Linked DNA regions of Oryza sativa: region 1 is linked to region 2. The links are chromatin contacts, called in public ChIA-PET maps. All regions are on one chromosome and are shown on one strand. The core of a region is the stretch at or near the end of the contact, and the rest is flanking DNA. Distances in the headings are between cores, read along the strand shown. Region 1 has its middle 11 kb from the start of LOC136351418. Region 2 holds the start of LOC9269609 (zinc finger BED domain-containing protein RICESLEEPER 2-like).

Evidence for each region. ChIA-PET counts read pairs in DNA pulled down with a chosen protein or histone mark.
Region 1: an H3K9ac ChIA-PET map of seedling shows a contact between it and region 2, with 7 times the contacts expected there. The contact joins the enhancer-like site here to the promoter of LOC9269609 in region 2. A contact is called at or near these places in 10 of 15 Hi-C or Micro-C datasets (leaf, leaf mesophyll, panicle and 2 more) and 4 of 4 datasets of contacts at active chromatin or transcription factors (leaf and seedling).

What each region holds. Positions count from the first base shown.
Region 1 is chr8:4,802,360-4,807,574 of ASM3414082v1, reverse strand. No RefSeq gene overlaps it. Among protein-coding and RNA genes, the nearest start is that of LOC136351418, 11 kb to the right of the region's middle. Within about 2 kb of position 3,379, at least 12 of the 15 cell types and tissues checked have open chromatin away from gene starts, as enhancers often do. A contact at or near this core is called in leaf, panicle and seedling, where this site is marked.
Region 2 is chr8:4,760,261-4,765,427 of ASM3414082v1, reverse strand. LOC9269609 (zinc finger BED domain-containing protein RICESLEEPER 2-like) reads right to left here and starts at 3,318. Exons shown (of 4, transcript XM_015795527.3): 1 at 2,918-3,318; 2 at 1,724-2,030; 3 at 1-709. The coding sequence starts at 2,024. LOC107276542 (increased rDNA silencing protein 4) reads right to left here. Exons shown (of 5, transcript XM_015793421.3): 5 at 4,017-4,373.

The sequences.
Region 1 (5,215 bases), core at 2,130-4,629, 42 kb before region 2:
CCAAATGCCTTGTCACTAACCCCATTTTTTGCCTTCCATTGCAACAACTCCAGAGTGGTATCCAACTTTTTGTGCCCCTGCTCGCAACCTGGGTACAACGAAGTTCTGTGGTGCTCCAACATCTTGTCCAATTTATGGGCCTCTTTTTCACTTTCGCAGTCCTCCCTGGCGTCCTGCAACATCTGACCAAGATCATCCGCAACGTCGTTACCATCAGCAGCTATTTCCTCCTCGCCCGTTTGATTTCCTTCAAATCCAACATACTGAGCAAAGTCCGGAATATTGTCGTCTTCCACTTCATCTTCTTCCATTTCAACACCTTGCACTCCGTGGGATGTCCAACAATTATAGCTTGGCATGAACCCCGACTCAAACAAGTGGAAATAAATAGTCCTGGATGCAGAATACTCCTTCTAATTCTTACACTTATTGCATGGACAACAAATAAAACCCCTTTGCCTGTTAGCTTCGGCCACTCTCAAAAAATAGTGCACGCCGTCAATAAACTCTTTGGACCGCCGGTCAGCGTACATCCATTGCCGATCCATCTACATGAGTCAAAAAAACCGTACACAAATAATTATTCTTACAATAATAACAGTCATACAATAATTATAAGATATCTTTATTCATACAAAAATCATAAAATATTACACCAAATAATTCTTAAAAACTATTTGTAAAGTTTTAAACTAATTTTAATGTGTTTTACTTCTTTTAATTTTCATTTTAGTTTGTTTTCTATTATTTAAGATTAACTTTCACTAGAGTTTTCCTTCTCAACTATTTTATAAAACCTTGTTTAGCAAATGAACTAAATTTCTATATATTCTTTCTTCCCCACACACATTTTCTCTCTCATCAACTTACAACTAAATTTTGGAGACAAAAAAAGTGTGCAAAACATAGGTGCAAATGTAGTATGACAAAAAAAACATTGGAGGATGAAGTTGCAAACCTTTTAGGCACCTCCGATTTGTATGTAATCACCAAAATAAATTCAATAGAAATTTTGGCATGACCTCCCCTCTTTTTTGAAGAAATTTTAAAGCTTGCTCGGGCAGCTGGAGGAGGAAGAAGACATATATATAGGGGTGGGACTTTAGTCTCGGTTGGTAGCACCAACCGGGGCTAAAGATCACCGGGATCTTACCAACCGGGACTAAAGTTACGATCTACCAACCGGGACTAAAGATCCCGGGGGGGCCTGACAGGCCCTGACAGCATTCGAACCGGGATTAAAGATGAGTAACACAAACTGGGACTAAAGATCAAATATGCCCGTTACCCTTTTGAACCGGGACTAAAGATCATCTTTAGCCCCGGTTTTTATTGCATCCGGGACTATTGTGGAAATCGGCCGACCGACGAAAGATGGAAGAAGCAACTTTCATCGGGGTGATGAGGCGTCAGACCAGCTGCCGGATTGCTTCAGGGAACTTGGCGGCGATGAGGATTATGGCGCAGGCTACGGATTGGACGTCGTCTTCGGCAGTGGTGGTGTAGCTGGCGTCTGAGCGCAGAGAAGTGGAAGAACCCACCGAAGAATTTAGATTCGGCGCCAGCTCTCGCCGTTTAGCCAAAGTAAATGGCAACGGCGGAGAGCATGCGACGAGCTAGGTGGAGGATTGGTGAAAGATGCAGCTTCCGCTTCACGGCTTTGGTTGCCATGGCCGGATCCATAGGATGGCTTAATATAGCCGCCAGCTGAACTCCACCTCTCCACCAAATCTGGCAATGGCGCCTCCTTGGACATGGGAAGGGACGCGAATCTCCACCACTATTAATTCGGCACGAGAGCTCATCAGGATCAGCAGGCGCACGCAGCGAAAGCTGATGCAGAGCCGGCTGGAATCGACGCCGATGCCCACGCCGACTGCGGCGCTCGTCTTTCTCCGCCTCCAATGCGCGATGGAGGCAGAGATTCGGTCAAGCTGAGTACTCCGATGCGCCTACCAACCATGCTTGCCCGAGCCGTCGACGTCGATCGTGTGGTCTGCCGCTACAGATCTGGAGCCGCCTCCTCGACCGCCGGTAGCTGTAGTGCTTGGAGGAGAAAGGAGGAGACTCGGCAATATCCAATGGACAAAGCAATGCACGCATGCTCGACAGAAGAAGACGATGGACTAACACCCATACATGCCATCATACGTCCGGTGGGCTTCTACGGTACTTTAACAAGCCAGCCCAAAACGCGCTACAGTAGTTTTTGCGCACCATAATTTCAGCCCATCAGAATCATCGCATCGAACGCACCCCTAATAATTCAGGTCAGGTGATGGCTGCTGTCCGATTCCTGAATCATATTATTATCACTTTGTCGGATGAAGAAATGACTAAAATAAGATCGATCGGTGGCTAGGTCTTTCAGTCCTCCGGATTGCTTATGGTATGGTTGGTGGTGAGATTATGATTCGATGATCCCGTACCCCCGAAGGGCTTGTATTTATATACCTCTAAGTAGAACTCAGAGAGGGCTTCACATATATAAGATCATAAAGTTGGCATCCCCTCCGAATAGGATTCTAACACCTTTGAATTCTATTCAAGGGGACAGTTTCTTTCTACATTGGTCAAATTCCTCACTATTAAGACAACCTTGCCGTATACTTTGTATACTGTGTAACCCCAAGGATAGATGGTATATATCTTATCCATAAACCTAATACCCCTTATTTTTTTTTGCTTGTCATCCAAAAAGTCATCAGAAAATTTAAAATAATTTAACAAGAGAGATCAATATATGACATATCTTTCCACAAACATGTAAGTTAAAATTTAATTTATACGAGTAGAAACAAAAATAGAAGTTCTGACTTTGAAGAGAACACATAATTCACAACAGTCAAATTTGTTATTTTTTTTTTCTAATTATATAGGTCGAATTTTAACTTGTATGTTTATGAAGTGGCATATTACATATTAAATTATATTATCAATTTATTTCAAATTCTAAATTTTCATCATCTTATTGCGTAGCTCGATCGATTGCTGCAATCGGTTTATCAGCTGTAGCCAAAATTTAAAATTTAATTTTAATTATATTTTGATGTTTTTCATCGTAATTTATATTTTGATGGTATTCAATTTTGTTGTCATGCATGTTCCTAGGATTGTTGTCATGCATACTTGTATTAAACAGAGGGGCGATCGAGAATTTTACTCGGTCACAGGCTCTCCGACATGTGATTCCTGAACCAATCATTTTGTTTTCTAAAGTCTGAACTACTTGGTTATTGTACCTGAATTACTGTATGCTTCAATAATTTAGGGAAAATAGATCCTCTTACTTACTGGGCCTGGTCGGTAGGCCTGCCTGGCTGCAGCCAGCCAGCCAACAGCCGGTCTAGTCGCTGTAGGGGCCCAACAGTCGCTACAGGATATGGAAACGATAAGGAGCGATGCAGCCGCTGCAGCCGAACGGCTGGGCTGTGCAGCGCAGCCTAGACAGCTGCGAAAACGGGCTGCCAAATAGGCCCACTGTCATTTGATTTTAAGTGGTTCATACGTGGGCTCCACAGCTTATAAGCCCACAGATGAGCAACCTATGTCATTTGATTTTGAGTGGTTCATATGTGGGCTCCACAGCTCATAAGCCCACAGATCAGCAACCTATGTCAAAGATCAGTAAATCACGTACTCCTTCCGTCCAAAAAAAAAAGGGTAAACTCTAGCTATGAATCGGGACATGCATCGTAGCTAGAGTTTACCTTTTTTTTTTTTTTTGAATGAAGAGAGTAGGCCTGAGGCCAAAACAGGAGTATAATACTAGTGTGTTTTCAAGGATTTTTTTTCCCTTCTGGTTATGCTGCATAGGTGACATCATGATAAGAATCCCTGGAGACCTCACCATTGTTACTATAGTTGGTTTTGACCACTTTGCTGTTGAATGCTTTAGTTGATTCGATGTTGGGGCAGTACGCTTTGCTTTAGCCCTCGAGGTATTTGAGGCCAGTACCCCTCCCTCTCGAATCACCTACAGCAGTAAAAAGGAAAAATGAAAAGGTAAATATGGGTTGGCAACATGAAACTATCTTCTGAAATTGTCCTTAGTCGGTGCAATGCTACACTTTGTTTGATTCTTAAACTGTCTTCTGACATAAAAGGAATTTGACAGCCAAACGACTGCATTATATAATTGACATAGCTTAAAATCTAGAGGGCTCTGAAACTCATGAACAAAACAGATAATTATTTTAGTGCTGAAACTTAGCTATCCAAGGCTAATCTTGTGTGTTCAAAGTCAGCGCCAAAAAAAGCAGTTACATGTAAATTATTTTTTAAATTTGTTTTCATGTGTGCTGTTACATGTAAATTGTTGTTTAATCACTAACTTTAGAGAAAAAAGAAGCAGTGCGTATATATAGTAACGAGTTTATACATAATAATGCTGAACAGGAATCGAACAGCGAATAAATCAGTCTATTCATATAACTCAAAACAAAGTCTGAAAAGTATAAGATTAATGTACAAGATTCAATGATGTTAATCAAACAGGCATATCACATATTTACATCCCAGGTGACCATCAAGCATGTTATGTAAAGGCAAGCCATCAAGACTGCACATTGTTATGTCACGAAAGCAACTAATCACAAACAAGCAGGAACTAAATAATCTTCTTTTTTTAGGTGAAGTGATGCGTACATCCTTACAAAATTAAATATGGTTTGAATCTGAAAATTACATCCTTGCTTTCTGGATTCATCCTACTCAGATTCACTGCATCTGCATCTCCTTTTCACTGCATCCACATCAGGGGAAAGAATCAAGAACTCACCTGTGTAGAGGTTGATGGGATTGAAGCAGAAGCTGGTCTAGCACCACCCACAGAAATTGACAGAACAGGTGGAGTTGGTGCGACGAGCAACGATGAGTGCGCTGCTATGACCGACGATGACCACGAAGATCCCTTGGAGGGCGCATTGGAAGCGGCAGTGATGGCGGAGGTCTGCGAGATCACTAGGAACGGCGGCGGAGGCGGAGGCGGCGGTGAAGGCGGCGGCGGAGGCGGCGGAGGAGGAGGCGGTGGAGGAGGCGGCATCGAATCCATGGCGGCAGCGGCTAGGGTTCAAGCCGCAACAGCGACGAACTTCTTCGTTCCCCTCCTCTTTGACTCCTCGTTCCTCCTCTTTCTGATGCTCGATGTGGGCTGTGGTGGCGCCGCCGTACGTGGTGGACTCGCCGCATCAGCCCACTTACTCCTAAGTGGTTT
Region 2 (5,167 bases), core at 2,069-4,568:
AGTGCAGCAATTTTCTCCTTAAGGTCAGCCTTTTCTTTCTGATATAAAAGAGTTGAATACTCTTCCACATCAATGCTTGATGCCATGTTAAACAACGGGTTGAGGCTTTTTGCAAATCTTTTCATTTCTTCATGTTCCACGATTGACAAGGGATATCCATGCAAAACTATCATTCTAATTAGCTCTTGATAAGATGTTTCCTGATCAAATTTACTGGTGCTTACATCTGGAGCAGCATGAGTAGATGAGGTATTTTGTTCTTTGGTCATGTTGTCTCGTGCTGGCAAAGCTAGAATGTGCTGGCTCTGGGGAGTTTTGTCAACTGAGCTATTAACCTTGAGAAGTTTGCTAGCATACTCTGCAATCTGAACTTTACCGTTTGTCAAGGCAGGTGAAAGCTCATCCTGAACCCCAGATTTAAAACTTGGTGCACTGGAGGGAGAAAACGGACTCTTATGATTTATTCCAGTTTCTCCTCGTGCCGGACAAGTCTGAGTATGCCGGTTCAAATGGCTTCTACCTTTATCTGCACTAAGTCGCTTGTGGCAATGGAGACATTCAGCACCCTGGATTCTCCCCTCAACATATACAGGCGTAAACTCCTCCCACACCTTTGATCTGAACCTGCTGTTGTCACTGTGACTTGCCAATTTTATATCATCAAGTGAATCTGGATGAATTTGATCCACCGGATTAATATCATTCATCACTATTATGTATAAAGCATGGATAGTTTAGTCAGAATACACATAAAGATGAAAGATATGCAACTTGGCCGAAAAAAAAAAAAACAAAAGGATGCTTCCACCATAATTACAGCCACAGACAGATAAAATAATATACAGCAGAGAAGTTTAAAAATTCCCATGGCATTGACAGAAGAAGAAAAATACTAGAAATTCCCACAGGGGGAACATCTAATCCTAAAATAAACCAAGTAACTTGCAGCTTTTCAACCACCTTGGTAGCAGCCATTCTACTCTTGCTAAACTAAATGGGCAATCGTATCACTCATCTTGCCAGAAAAAGAGTTATTCTATGAGCAATGCAGACCAGCAGGGTGACGGAGATGAAAAAAATTTAAGGTTTTGAGGTAAATTAGTAAATTATTTGTAACTTATAGCTTACTCTGATGCTCTTAGTATTGTGACGGTATAGTTTAGATTTAAAATTTTTAACACACTATTTTTTGCAAACAATGCTCCTGGCCAGGGTTGCTGGTAACCACCAGTTACCAGCAGTTTCCAGTAAGGACCTGAACCCTGATTAACATATCTATATAATTCCTTATGTGATCTTCTTAATCATGGAAAATCATCAGCTAAAGCCTAGCCCATTCTGTCAGCTCCTCTGATAGGGGATCAAAATATTAATAAAATATTGTCATTGTTTTAAGAAATAACAAAATATATACCACCTAAGTGGGAATGCCCTATAATTCCTATCATTGATTTAACCAACAAGCTAATATACAGCACCTAAAAGGCAATGCCCTCAACTATTGTCATTGTTAAAATGTCCCTAATCATTATCATCATTGCCTAAAGTAGGTTAAAGTTTGAATGCTTTATACAAGGGTACCATAATAAGTTGATGATCATCCAAAACTCTCTCAACGACTATAAAACAGTACAAAATTTACACACTGTCAAATCAACTAATACACCGATGCAGATGCCAATTAAACTGAAGATGATCCCCAAGGGAAACAAAGCAAGCATACCATATGGGAAACCAGTATCATGTAACTGAGCCAGATCCAAGTCCTCTTTCGCCCGGCAAATTTTCTGATGCCGCCACAAATGACTCGTTCCATTGGAATGTCCATCAGAACCTTTGCAACTCATCAGAATATGGCAGTAGCGGCATTCCGCGCTTTGAACCACTCCGTTTACATAGATAGGCTTGTACTCATCCCACACCTTGGACCTTTTCTTAGTTCTCGCTCTGAAGGCAACGTGAGCTTCATCTGACGCCACCCCTGACGGCAACTCGTCACTGTCATGATCATCCATGGGATCCATAACTGCCTACAAAGATACACCACAATCATATTATTTTTACAGTATGTGGTTAAACAAAACACAGGAAAAGTACAACAAAGCTAAGATAAGATCATACGTAAATGATTATGAAGCATGCAGCAAGCTTAACACAACAGGCAACCTCAACTACAGTCTACAGAGAGAAGTCCCAACAAGAGATGATACGACTACGATTTTGTGCAAATTAGCAGTGCTTGCGAGCTTCAACCACAATTTACAGGGGCAAGGCCACACGGGAGTTCAACTGAACATCTGGACCCCAAATTTTTTTCGGAAACAAACTGCTCTTAGGCCAGTCACAATGGCTAGTGTCATTGCACGGCTACCCAAAATATTATACCATCTTCTCTCAAATGAAATCTTTTATGAAACAATCCCCACAGTGGAGGGGTTTCACTTTGACGTTTCCAAGACTAAGCAAAGCATTTAATTGATACAAGTTGCTGGGATCATTTGTACCCAAAATCCGGCGCGGCGCGGGAGAATGCGGAGGTCGCACGGCGGAGGCGGACGCAAGAGATCCGGTGAATGAAACGAATCGGCCTCAACGGGGGTTTCACTCTGTTACCGAGGACTTGGAAACGACGCTGACGAGTTTCACCAGGATGAAACTCTTTCCTTCTCTCTCATCCCCATTTCATGCAAATAATCATTTTTTATTCAGTCTTACCCCTATTAAATGTGCATGACACACCAGTGAAACCCCCATTGTGACTGGCCTTAGTTCTGCACCGCTCATCAACGAATTGGAGCGGAAGAGATGAATCCAAATCCTGACAGATCTACAGTCTACGCCACACAGGCACACACCGCTCGCGAAGCGCTGTGGAGGAGTAGGAGGATGGAGGAGCTACGAGAGAAAGAGCGAATACCTCCAATTCGAGCCGAACCGAGACGGAGGCCGGTGGAGCGAGGCCGGCCGCGTCGTCGGGGCCCCTCCCTCCTTCCACCTACCTGCTCGCCGGCCGCGCGTGGTCGGTCCGGCAAGTAAAGGAAGGCCGGTCCAACGCCGCGCACACAAAGCTCTTCGCCGGCGGGCGGGGTGGCGCTTGCGAGGCGGCGAGGCGGCGGGGAGATGGCCGGCGGCGCGTCCGCCGGAAGCAGAGGAGAGAGAGGGGGATGGAGACTGGAGAGAAGCGGAGGCGGGTTGAGATCCTCTCCAGTGCTTAGCTTCACTGCAAATTGAGCGGTCGCGCTCATCACCGTTGGATTGAAAATGAACGGTGCAGATCGCCCAAGATCACTTTGCCGAGCTGCTGTAGCAGTAATTAGGAAAACGCCTGTTAGCCAAAGTCTCTTAACGGTTCATGAACTTGACGGATTTCGATCAATCTAGAGCTGTGGGTCAAAATGCGCGTCTCGTTCAAAATTTGTCGAAATTCATTCGAAATTATGTGTTAAAATTAGTTCGAAATTAGTGGAAAAAAAAAACAAATCTCACTAGGCAATTGGGATTGTAAAGCCGGGTCTCAACCATTCAAATTTCAATTCCTTTTTTCTCTAGGAAATTAAATTTCATTCCCTTTTTTTTGCGAGGAATTCAACAATTCGGAGGCCGAGTTATACAAAAAGGCTAATTACAGTATATTGAGATTGAAACAAACTAGGACAGATATTGAGAAGTATCCATTGTCATGGATTAATAAGGATCTAACCGCATTATGTTTTGTTCATGGTAATTTGTTATACTCCACTATAGCATAAACTGAAGCTCCAAAAACCTGCTTGAGCATTCCACTTCAGTCAACTTGCATACATAGCTCATTTCTGCACAACAGATCAGCAGCAGTTCTAAAACGTATGGAGTGACTGAACCCAGACACCATTGATTGGAGACAATAAACCAGTCCCGAGTACCGACTGATGTAAGATGAAATTTAAAAATGCTAAGAACAATTTTGCGGAAATCAACTAGAACATGCAAACTGAAATTATCGAGAGTAACCATGAAAACATTATGGAGAGAAGTCATAATGAAGGGCTGGCTTTTTTATTGCAGTGAACCGTTACTTTTCAAGACATGATAATTGCAAACTGTTTTGCAAACTGTTTTCTTTGCTTCACAGGGCTAGAATAAACTGTATCACCTTCGGAATGTTCTTATACCCTTACAACTATACCAAAAGAGAGTGACAATATTAACACAGGCTGCGGAGTGAATGCAATTAGACAGAAATATGTGCGTACGATTGCTCGATGTCTCGATGTATCTGAGAACGAGACTGTAAAAGAACTATATCAGGTGCAAGTAACTCCTATCCACAACTGTTCAAGTTCCTTCCACTAAGCCCAAGAATTTGCTAGTCTAGTTGATGTAGTGATGGACACCTGGTACAGTAAACATAGATAATCAGCCAAGTAAAAGAAGCAAAGCACCGCAAGGCAGTCTGATGATGCATATACGTAGTGTAATAACAAGATGAAGCAATTGGTGAACATTGAACAATACATGAAAAAGAAACTTTGTTGGCACTACATGTGCTGCAAAGAATAAAATAGAGGAACCAGGGAAATATATTGCCTACTCTTTGCTAGCAATCAGTCCTTCTCGGTCAATAAATCTACGCCCACCAAAAGGAACTTCTATAACGATTTTTCATGAATCTGGGGTTAATGTTATAACACATGAATTCTAGATACTTCCATCCCTCCAGGCAATTTAATATTGAAGTACTACAGTAAGCACAATTAAAATCTTCGATAGTTCAAGACTCAGGATAATGCTTCAAGATCAGGACAACAAGTAGCTTAATACAGTTTGTCTACACTTTACAATGTCAGGCAAGTTCTCAGTCAATCGCCATCAGCAGTATGACAAATGCATCTGTTCAAAAACTGTCTTTCATGAAAAACTACTAGTTTATGAATTAATACCACAAGGCTTAAGGATAACTTTGTAAAGCATTTGGAAACCCATGATACCCACTTAAAATTCCAATTGGCATAAATAACCGAAATGCATAGCATCCACATTATTTTTAATGTGTAGAAGGATGAGTGATCATCACCTCAAGTTGAACAAATGCTTATTCACAAATGAGAAACAAAATTGCCCATGCTACACAGTGCAGTTAGAAGCCATTCTCAAACAAGAGTGGTACCCTATCAAATAACACCAAAAC